Linked DNA regions of Capsicum annuum: region 1 is linked to region 2. The links are chromatin contacts, called in public Hi-C maps. All regions are on one chromosome and are shown on one strand. Each heading gives the region's core, a stretch centred on a gene start, on an enhancer-like site or on the middle of the called end of the contact. The rest is flanking DNA. Distances are from core to core; before and after follow the strand shown. Region 1 holds the start of LOC107839875 (tRNA uridine 5-carboxymethylaminomethyl modification enzyme MnmG). Region 2 overlaps LOC107858843 (protein CHROMATIN REMODELING 24).

What was found. Hi-C and Micro-C count contacts between places; a contact is called where the count stands out from the background.
Region 1: a Hi-C map of leaf shows a contact between it and region 2, with 2.3 times the contacts expected there. The contact joins the promoter of LOC107839875 here to the enhancer-like site in region 2. A contact is called at or near these places in 3 of 5 Hi-C or Micro-C datasets (leaf and placenta).

The regions. Positions count from the first base shown.
Region 1 is chr1:152,521,001-152,526,831 of UCD10Xv1.1, reverse strand. LOC107839875 (tRNA uridine 5-carboxymethylaminomethyl modification enzyme MnmG) reads left to right here and starts at 3,322. Exons shown (of 13, transcript XM_016683525.2): 1 at 3,322-3,581; 2 at 4,529-4,680. The coding sequence starts at 3,389.
Region 2 is chr1:152,433,709-152,439,227 of UCD10Xv1.1, reverse strand. It overlaps LOC107858843 (protein CHROMATIN REMODELING 24), which reads left to right. Exons shown (of 30, transcript XM_047397991.1): 25 at 5,507-5,519. Among protein-coding and RNA genes, the nearest start is that of LOC107858843, 16 kb to the left of the region's middle. Within about 2 kb of position 1,632, at least 1 of the 5 cell types and tissues checked has an H3K27ac peak or open chromatin away from gene starts, as enhancers often do. A contact at or near this core is called in leaf, where this site is marked.

The sequences.
Region 1 (5,831 bases), core at 2,073-4,572, 86 kb before region 2:
TTTTTCAGTTCTCTTTTTTTTTCCTCATTTTTCTCAAACTTTATTTTTATTTTTTCTCTCTTTTTTACTTTTCACAACTTTTTTATTTTTTTGTTTTTTTTTTTTTTTTTTTTTTTTTTTTTTCCCTTTTTTTCTCAATCTTTTTTTTTTATTTCTCTATTTTGTTTGATCATTTTTTTTCTTTTTTCTCAATTTTCTACTATATTTGCTAATAAATAAAAAATTGGATAATCCACAAAGGTATCTTCTTTTTTTGCTATCAAAGCAAATTTAAGGGCATGAATTGTTATTACGAAGTTCTTTGAAAATTTTTGAGATAAGTCGTGTCTCTAAGGAGAGAGTTGTAGAATATCTCATAAATAAAAGCATAATGCAGTAGTGTCAACTCTTGCCTGTGGGGCATAATTTATTATTTAAAAGTCCTTGAGCTAAGTCTTGCCTCTAAGGCAAGAGTTGTAAAACATTCCATAAATAAAGACATAACGTGATAGTGTCAACTCTTGTCCGTGGGGCATAATTTATAGTTTGAAAGTCTTTGAGCCAAGTCTTGCCTCTATGGCAAGAGTTGTAGAACATCTCATAAATGAAAGACATAACGTGGTAGTGTCAATTTTTGCCCGTGGGGCATAATTTGTAGTTTGAAAGTCCTTGAGCTAATTAAATCTTACCTCTAACACAATAGTTGTAGAACATCTCATAAATAAAAACATAACATGGTAGAGTCAACTTTTGCCCATGGGGCATAATTTGTAGTTTGAAAGTCCTTGAGCTAATTAAATCCTGCCTCTAAGGCAAGAGTTGTAGAACATCTCTTAAATAAAAACATAACATGGTAGTTTAACTCTTGCCTGTGGAGCATAATTTGTAGTTTGAAAGTCCTTAAGCGAAGTCTTGCCTCTAAGGCAATAGTTGTAGAACATCTCATAAATGAAAATATAATATGGTAGAGTCAACTTTTGCCCATGAGGCATAATTTGTAGTTTGAAAGTCTTTGAGCTAATTAAGTCTTGCCTCTAAGGCAAGAGTTGTAGAACATCTCATAAATAAAAACATAACATGATAGTGTCAACTCTTGTCCGTTGGGCATAATTTGTAGTTTGAAAGCCCTTGAGCTAAGTCTTGCCTCTAAGGCAACAGTTGTAGAACATCTCATAAATGAAAGACATAACGTGGTAGAGTCAACTCTTGACCGTGAGACATAATTTGTAGTTTGAAAGTCCTTGAGCTAATTAAGTCTTGCCTCTAAGGCAATAGTTGTAGGACATCTTATAAATGAAAACATAACGTGTTAAAGTCAACTCTTGTCCGTGGGGCATAATTTATTTTTTAAAAGTGCTTGAGCTAAGTTTTATCTCTAAGGCAATAGTTGTAGAACATCTCATAAAAGAAAATATAACGTGGTAGAGTCAACTCTTGCCCGTGGGGCATAATTTGTAGTTTGAAAATCCTTGAGTTAAGTTTTGCCTCTAAGGTAAGAGTTGTAGAACATCTCATAAATAAAAATATAATGTGGTAGAGTTAACTCTTGCTCATAGGGCATAATTTGTAGTTTGAAAGTCCTTGAGTTGAGTTTTTCCTCTAAGGCAAGAGTTGTAGAACATCTCATAAATGAAAACATAATATGGTAGAGTCAACTCTTGTCCGTGGGACATAATTTGTTGTTTGAAAGTCCTTGAGCTAAGTCTTGCCTTTAAGGCAATAGTTGTAGAACATCTCATAAATAAAAATATAACGTGGTAGAGTCAACTCTTCCCCGTGGGGCATAATTTATTGTTTGAAAGTCCTTGAGCTAAGTCTTGCTTCTAAGGTAATAGTTGTAGAACATTTCATAAATGAAAACAAACGTAATAGAGTCAACTCTTGCCCATGGGGCATAATTTGTTGTTTGAAAGTTTCCAAGCCAAGTCTTGCCTCTAAGATAATAGTTGTAAAATATCTCATAAATCAAAATACAATGTGATAGTGTCGCCTCTTGCCCATGAAACATAACTTGTTGTTTGAAAGTTCTTGAGCTAAGTCTTGCCTCTAAGACAGTAGTTGTAGAACATCTTATAAATGAAAACACAACGTGGTAGAGTCCAACTCTTACCCGTGAGGCATAATTTGTTGTTTGAAAGTCCCTGAGCTAAGTCTTTCCTCTAATGTTAAAGTTATAAAACATCTCATAAATTAAAATACACTGTGGTAGTGTCGACTCTCGCCCATGAAACACAACTTGTTGTTTGAAAGTCACAAGTCTTGCCTCTACAATGTAGTGGTGTCAACTCTTGCCCATGAAACGTAGCTTATTATTCGAAAGTTGTAAGTCTTGCCTTTATAATGTGATAGTGTCAACTCTTGCTCATGAGATGTAACTTGAATGGAAGAAATCAAAGAAAACAACAAAAATAATAAAAATTACGAAAAAAGAAGAAAAATATTAAAAAACAAGAATCAAAGAAAATGTAGAAATTGAGAGAAAATAGGAAAAAAAATAAAGGTTGATGAAAAAAATTAAATAAAAATAAAGGCCGAGAAAAATTTTAAAAGAAAAAAATCAAAGATTTTTTTTTATTACAAAAGTAGACGTTGAAAGATGTAAAAAAAATAAGGGTTGAGAAAAACTAAAAAGAATAAAAAAAAAAGAAGAAAGAAAAAATAAAAAATAATATAAAATAATAAAGAAAGAAGTTGAGAGAAAAAAAAGAAAAAAGTGAGGGTTGAGAAAAATAAAAATAAAAAGAGAAAATAAAAAAGAAAAATCAAAGTAAAATTAAAAAAAGAAAAAAAATAGAAAAAGTTAAAAAATATAAATATGGAGTTGTTATCAATTATGATATTTATGTAATTACTTCATTGATCAGAGATAATTTTATCCAAAAAAATATTAGTTAATAGATAAAGGCTATTTTAAGAATTTTTTTTTAATTTAAGGCTAAAATTTGAAAGCCACTCCAATTTGATCTATTTTTGAGATTCACCCATTTTCCATGTCCATCTCCCTTGGAACATCAAAGCACTCCTCAAATTTACTTTTCTAAATTAAAACTAAAATAATGGATCAAATTCATAACTAAACACTTAACCATACTCGAGAGATCTCAAGTTCGAGTCTCTTGGGTATAGAGTCACCTTTATTAAGAAATGTGCTATTTTCAGTATAGAACTTTTTAATGCGAGTTTAAATTTAATTATATTTCAATACAGATATCAAACATCGGGTGAGAAACCAACGAAACAAAATCCAAAATGGACAAATATTTAAAAGAGGTTGGACACATTGTAATTTTTGAAACTTTGGGGGTGTACACCAAAACTTATACACAAATGACAAAATAGAGGGGTATTTCAAAAGAAATTTATCTCTCCATATAATGAGCTTCAACAGCTTGTACACCTCTGAATTTTAATGGCGACTGTTCTTTCTCTGAACTGGACCCGGTTCGCTTCCGGTTTACCGGTTCCCCGCTCTTTTGCCTTTCCATTTCTTCGTAAACAACGTCAAGTCCTCAGATTCTACCGGAGCTTCCGGTTTTCCGGTAGCTTCTGCACTCTGTACTCCTCAGCTACCCGTCCTTACACTGTCGTAGCTCAATTGAATGGTAAGTAGAAACACATCATTCTTCGTGTAATTATCCAAAAAAAAATAAAATATAAGTTTAATTTGAAAATGTTTATATATGTACTGATTTGATTCTATTTGAATTTGCTACTGGACACCACTTTATCAAAAAGAAAATTTAGGAACTACGTGAAAAGTGACAACATTTAACTTTCTCGTGATTAGTGACTAATACTCCCTGCATCCCAATTTATATGGTGCAACTGGAATTTCGAGAGTGAATAAGTTTTTTTCTTTTCGACGGAGATTTTTTTATGCATTTTAAATATTATTGTGATTTACAGTACTTTTACGTAGTTTACAGAAATATATATTTTATTTCAAAAAACTTAAAGCTTCTATGTCCAAATTTACAGTCAAAGTTTAGAAATTTGAATCTCGAAATTCGAACTGTGCTACATAAATTAGGACAGAGGGATTACTTAGAAATGCAAATATGTAATGAAGGAGAATTGTGTTGATATGGGGGTAATCACATACATTGATGTGGAAGTTCATCTTCTTCCCAACAACAAAACTTTCAAATAAAAGGAAATAAAGAAGGGAGGGAGGTTCCATAATTAGTTTGACGAAACAACTTAGAAAATAAAGATACAATTTCATAACATGAGCCTAATGAAATATCTCCTCTTGTATATATAGCCCACAGTGCACACGCTCCTTAACCAGGGTCCCAAATGTACTTTGATTTTCGACAGCTTCCTTGGTGGATGCTTGGTCCTGCTTCTCGTTCCAATGGATCCAATTTCACCATATTTATTATCTTGTGCCTCATTCATAACAAGATAGTTTGCTAACATTTTGATAATATAAACCAGAGAAGTCAGTAGTACTGTGCAGTCATGTGTATTTTTTTTTTTTTGAAGGTAACAAATTCAGTCGTGTTTTCTGCTGAAAACTTCTGATGCATTATCAAAAATTTGGCAGGCTCGAGTAGTTATACTGAAGTGGGTGATGAAAGATATGACGTGATTGTGGTGGGAGGAGGCCACGCAGGATGTGAAGCTGCCCTTGCTTCAGCACGATTAGGGGCGAAAACACTGCTTCTTACTCTTAATATTGATCGCATCGCATGGCAGGTAACTAGAACTCGTATTTTCTCGTTTTTGGACTGAGCCTATTTGAATTGACTTATATTAGGCACCCAAGGGTGTGGACTAGTGGTCAATGAAATCGGTTGACAACATGAGGTCTCAGGATCAAATTCCAAATTCCAGCAGTGATAAAAAAATACTAGGTGCTTCTTCCTATATGTCCTGGCCTTGGTGGACAGAGTTACCAGGTGGAATTAGAGGTGCAAGAGCTGGCTTGGACACCCTGGTTATTAAAAAAAGTTGACTTATTTTAGGTGCTTCAAAATAGCTTTTAGGCACTTTTGTAGCGTTTGGGTAAAACAAAAAAGTGCTTTTAAGCACTTGTTTTAAAGCCATAATAACAAAACTAAGCCAAAAGCCATAGTTTCCTAACTTATGGCTTTAATTCCCCATTACGTGCAATGTACTTTCTATTCATTGGTGTTTATTTTTTACTAACATTAAGTTATATTTGTTCGATAATGGGCACTTTGTCTCCTTATATGGTTTTGGACAATTAGGAATGACAATGGGGCAGTGCGGGTGCGGTGCGGTGCGGGTTTTAAGCTATGCGATGCGGGTTAAAGTAATTTTTTTTTAAAATGGTGCGGTGCGGTGCGGGTTGCGGATATATGCGGGTTTAAAATAACAAAAAAGCTGAAAATTAATATTGTTCTCGTGAATATACCTAAAATTATATGTGTTCTTTACTTAAATTTTATGATACTTAAAACTACATGCATAACACTACAAATAAATAATTTTATAGTAGCTTTTTTAACATCTCTATTCATTTGAATAAAAATATGATATTTGATCATTACTTGTACACGCTATACTTTTTGACAATTTTTTAGCGAAAAGTGCTATAATAGAAATTAGTTATTATTTTCTAGTTGTAGATTTGAAAATATTATGATTTTCAATAGAGTTACAAATTTTTCAAAAAAAAAGGGAAAAAGTAAAAACATGGGGCGTTGTGGTGCGGTTATGGGTATGAATGTGGGGCGGGTTTATGTGGGTTTAAATGTCATGCGGTGCGGTTTTAAAACTTGCGGGTTTAGTAAAAACCCGCACCACACCCGCACCGCACCGCACCATTGTCATCCCTATGGACAATCCTTCGGTCATGTGCTAGCTTTTCGGGTTGAGTTAGG
Region 2 (5,519 bases), core at 383-2,882:
ATGAATGTGACACAACCATTACCTGAACATATGTTGGCTGAAGAACCTGATGGAAATACCAGAAGACAGAACTTAGACTATGACTTGTGGCCATAATACTGCCAAGACTGCATAGTTTTAGGAAACAGACTAAACAACATCCTGAACCTCCCAAAGTACCAACACTAACACAGGAGAAGATATGGATCCTCACAATGGTTGCCAAAAGTTGCTCCTATAGCTGCACTAGCCCAAAAAGAGCACCTCATACCTGCTGATATTGGTAATCCACAAGAGCATGATTCCAGGAGGAACAAGGGGAAAGAGAAAGTAGGAGCAATGCAAGCTTCAAATTCAAATGTAGGAAGTAGTCAAACCAGTGAATTAGAAGAAAGAAACATACAAGATGCATATGCTCTTAGCCTTTGTCCTGAGCAGCCCTCACAAGCTCCACATGATCTTCTGCTCTTGGAACATAAAAGGGCTGAATCAACCCTTTAAACTGAAGGAGCTAAAACCCTTTCTGGCTCAAAATAAAATGGATTTACTGGGGTGCTTGGAGACAAAAATAAAGTACAATAAAAGAGATACTATTACAATGCTACTAGGTAAGGAATGGACTTGCACAACTGACTATAATGCGGACCACACAAGAAGAGTATGGATATGCTGGAAACATCAACAGGACAATGTCACAATTGTATTAACCACACCACAGTTGGTTCACTGCTATGTGGAAGGTAAAGGGTCCAGTTTTGTTAGTTTCATGATCTCTGTCTATGGATACAACACCACTATAAGCAGGAAAGACATCTGGGAACACCTGGGAAGTATTCATAATACTATAAATGACCTTTGGGTCATACTTGGTGGCTTCAATACCGGACTTTCTACAATAATAGACTCAATGGGGCCCCTGTTCAACAAACTGATGTACAAGATTTCCAAGACTGTATAGAGCAGTTAAGACTCCGCCTACTACCCAAAAGAGGTTGTGACTATACTTGGTGCAATAGAACAGAATAGACTGGATACTAGAAAATGCAGTTTGGTTTATGAAGTATGGAGCTCTAGATGCTGTATTCAAGCAGCCAGGGTGTTCAGATCATTCACCCATTACTGTCAACACAGAAGTGCTTCTTCAGATTACTAAAAGACCCTTTAATATACTTAATGTCTTACTAAACCAAGACCAGTTCCAGAGTATAGTTAAAGAAGTCTGGGGTCAAAATATACAGGGTTGTGCAATGTACTTAGTTTGGCAAAGGTTACTGAGGATTGGAGCTAAGGCTAAGTCACTGAATCAACAGATGTCATCATTGGAGTAGAAAATACAAAAGTTGAGAACAGAGCTGCAACAAGTGCAAACAAACTTAAATGAAAATCTATTTAATACAAACTTGATCCAGCAGGAGAAAAAGTACTTGCTCAACTACAGAAGTGGGAATTGATAAATGAATAAGTATTGAGACAGAAGTCCAGGGCAACTTGGATAGCACATGGACACTCAAAATATTTTCATGCTCACCTGAAGAATAGACAAGCAAGAAATAGAAGTGGCTCAGTCTGTAATGATCAAGGAACTAGGGTCATAGAACCATCACAAGTACAATAGGAATTCACTCAGTTCTTTCAATAACTCTTGGGCTCTGCAGCAAGTGAATTACCTTGCATTAATATTGACATAGCAAGAGATGGTCCATGCCTACACATTGAACAACAGAAACAATTACTACAAGCAGTGACAGAATAGGAGATTTTTGATACAATCCAACACCTCCCATGTGACAAGGCACCAGATATTGATGGCTTTCCCATAGAATTTTTTAAAAATAACTGGTTAGTAGTGGGTCAAGAGGTCACTGCAGCAGTTCTACAATTTTTTTAAAATGAAAAACTGCTTAAAAAGTATAAACTGTGCGACTATCACACTTGTCCCTAAAGTAGCCAACCCTAACTTTGTGAAGGAGTATAGACCAATAGCATGCTGTACTGCTTTATATAAGATTATTGCAAAAATACTTACTGCAAAACTGAAGCCTATGGTAGATGTTATAGTGGGAAATTCACAATCTGCATTCAGAGGGAAGAAACATCTTAGATAATGTAGTAGTTGCACATGAACTGATTAGGGGATATGGGCAGAAGTATGTTTCTCCAAGACGTTTCATGAAAATTGATATAAAAAAAGTTTATGATTAAGTTGAATGGGGAATCCTGCAAATGATTCTTGCTGAATAAGGCTTCCCTGCTAAGATGATTGACTGGATAATGACGTGTAACTACTGTTAGCTACTCTATCCTGGTAAATGGAAGCTTAACTGATAAGTTTGCTGCTAAGAAAGGGCTTAGACAGGGAGACCCTATGTCCCCATATCTCTTTGTGCTGGTGATGGAGTGCCTAAACAAATCCTTGAAACAATTGAGGCACAACCCAAACTTCAACTACCATTCGAGGTGTGCCAACTTACAATGGGAGAAATTCCCTTCAAGTACTTAGGGGTGCTACTCTCATTTAGGAAATTGACTATCCAACAGTGCATGCCTCTGGTTGAGAAAATAGTAGCAAGATTCAGTGTTGGACTGCTAAACTACTATCCTACAGTGGCAGTTTGCAGCTAATTAGGAGTGTAATATTTGAAATGCAAGCATACCAGTACAAGTGTTCTTACTGCCTAAGAAAGTTATCTCCATAGTTACACATATATGCAGGGTATTTCTCTAGATAGGAGGTGTTGAAAACTCAAAGAAATCACTGGTTGCTTGGGACACTATGCGCCTTTCCAAAGCTGCTAGGGGCTTGAACATAATTGAATTTGAAAGATGGAACAAAGCTGCTATATGTAAATTATTATGGGCATTGTCAAACAAGGAGGACACTTTGTGGGTCCAATAGATTCACAACTTCTATATCAAGGGCAGAGACTTGGTATCAATGAACACACCTAAACAAGAAAGTGTTTGATGCTAGGAAAGGGTTTCCAACTGTCAACCCAATGCAACACCTATCACAATTTACAGTGGGCACAAAATTTAGTATAAAAAAACTATACTAATTAATGCTACCTCAACAACCCAAGGTTGTATGGAGAAATTTGGTGCAATCCCAAGGAACTATCCCAAGACACCAATTCATAGTATGGCTGGATTTACATGGAAGGTTAGCAACTGTTGAAAGACTTGAAAAATAGGGTATAAGTGTAGATGCTGGATGTGTACTTCGTGGTATAGGAACTAAAGAAACCTTTCAGCACCTATTCTTTGAATGTCCTTATTCTAAAACTATTTGGAGTACTCTCTTGAAGTGGATATGCATTACCAGACAAGTACACACATGGACAACTGAAATCAAGTGGCTGACTAGTGGTGTACACACTTCAAAGGCAAGACTACAGATCCTGATATTCTTGTTTGTTGCCACAGTCTACCAAGTCTGGATTGAAAAAAATGGAAGAAGATTCAAGACTCAACAGAAAAATGCTTCACAGCTGATAAAAGATATCTGCCTTCAAACTCATATTAAAGGTCAATCACAGTGTAAATGGCAGGAAATATTAGCAAAGCTGAATAGCTATTCAGTCTAGTATAGATATGTTTGAAAATTGTAATAGCTAAAAGAGACAGAAAAGTGTTTGTACTACAAATGTTACTGGTTGAAATAAAATGATTTTCTTTCGATCAAAAACAATACAAATCATTATTCTTCTAAGACGGAAAAGGCTCAAAAATACTCCTGAACTATCTGAAATAGCTCAAAAATGCCCCTCGTTAGATTTTTGGCTCAAAAATACCCCTTCGTTAAATATTTGGCTAAAAATACCCCTCCCTCTAACGGAATTCGGGAAAGGATCAAAAATACTCCTGAACTATCTGAAATGGCTCAAAAATACCCCTCTGTTAAATATTTGGCTTAAAAATACCCCTCTCCTTAACGAAATTCCATCAAGCATGCCACCCAGATAAAAAAAAACTACGTGACTATACCACATTACCATCCACATGTAAAATGTTAGTATTTTTTAATTATATGACATTCCTTTCTTCTTTATTTTTATTTTTATTTAAAAACGTCAGTGAAACAGACAAAACTTATATGACTTTTTAATTTTTAATCAAAGTAGACAAACGATGGTTACATAATATTTTTTTTGAAAAAATTTATTAAATGTAACATCGCTATTATCAAATTTCTTTGGTCATCTAAAAAATAAGTTTTTTCCTGTTAATAGGTTTAAAAGTGTGAAACCCAACAAAATAGTCTTATTAAACTAATAAACCCATTAATTATTAGGCCAGTATCAAAGTTAAAATTAAGATTTACTCGTAAAAGTAACAAATTTCAAACTAAACTTCAAATTAGTTACTCAAAAGATGTGTTTGGCTTTGCTAGCTTTTACTCAAAATGTTTATGTTAAAATGATTTAATAAATACCTCCTCTAATCTAAAATTAATGAATCTTTGAATGTGGCGCACATCTTCAAAAAGTTAATGAATGACATAATTAAAGAATAATTTATCAATATTAATTATCATTTACTTCTTTTCGAACTTGTTCTAAAAATAATAAGATTATTCATCAAAACTAAATTAAGAAAAATGAATTCATTTCGAATAATTAAACAAGTGTTAAAAGGAATTCATTTATTTTGAAAAAGAATTTGCATGTAGTAAATTCAACTCAATTATTAGTACATCAACATTTGCTAGCTTAAAAGTTAAAATTCTAGCTCCTCCTCCGAGTCAACATCAGATCAAGATCAAGCTGTCCCTCGTCTCAAACGATAATAACAAGATGAAATTTAGAACTTTTAAAACGCTAATGAAAAGGTGAAATCTAGAACTTTTAAAACACTAATGAAGTAATTAGTAAAAGATTGTTTTTTTAGTTTTTTCGTTTCACTGTTTTGCAAAAAAATAAAAATAATAATAAAGAAGAAGGGAATGTCACATAATTAAAAAATACTAACATTTTACATGTGGATGGTAATGTGGCATAGTCACGTGGAATTTCGTTAAAGGGAGGAGTATTTTTGAGCCATTTCAGATAGTTCAGGGGTATTTTTGATCCTTTTTCGAATTTCGTTAGAGGGAGGGGTATTTTTGAGCCAAATATTTAACGGAGGGGTATTTTTGAGCCAAAAATCTAACGAGGGGCATTTTTGAGCTATTTCAGATAGTTCGGGGGTATTTTTGAGTCTTTTCCGCTGCTAAAATAAAGTCTAGAATATCTTATGAAGTATTCTACGTAATATTGTCCTACTTATTAATAGATCTCGATATATTGTGAATCTAAGCACATTTTCCCTCTTAATTTTGTTTATTCTCTTGACTAATATTCAAGTTAGTTCTAAGAACAGGAGCAACGCAATTCGGATAAACGTAGAATTCCTCGATTTGAGGATCTGACCTGCTTTTAAGAAACTTCAATGGTTTTATTAATGTGTGATGTCACATCCTTTGGCAGAAGGCAGTTGTTTTGTTAAATTATCTTCTCTATATGCACATTATCTTATACTTATGGTTCAGGTTTACAAAGGGG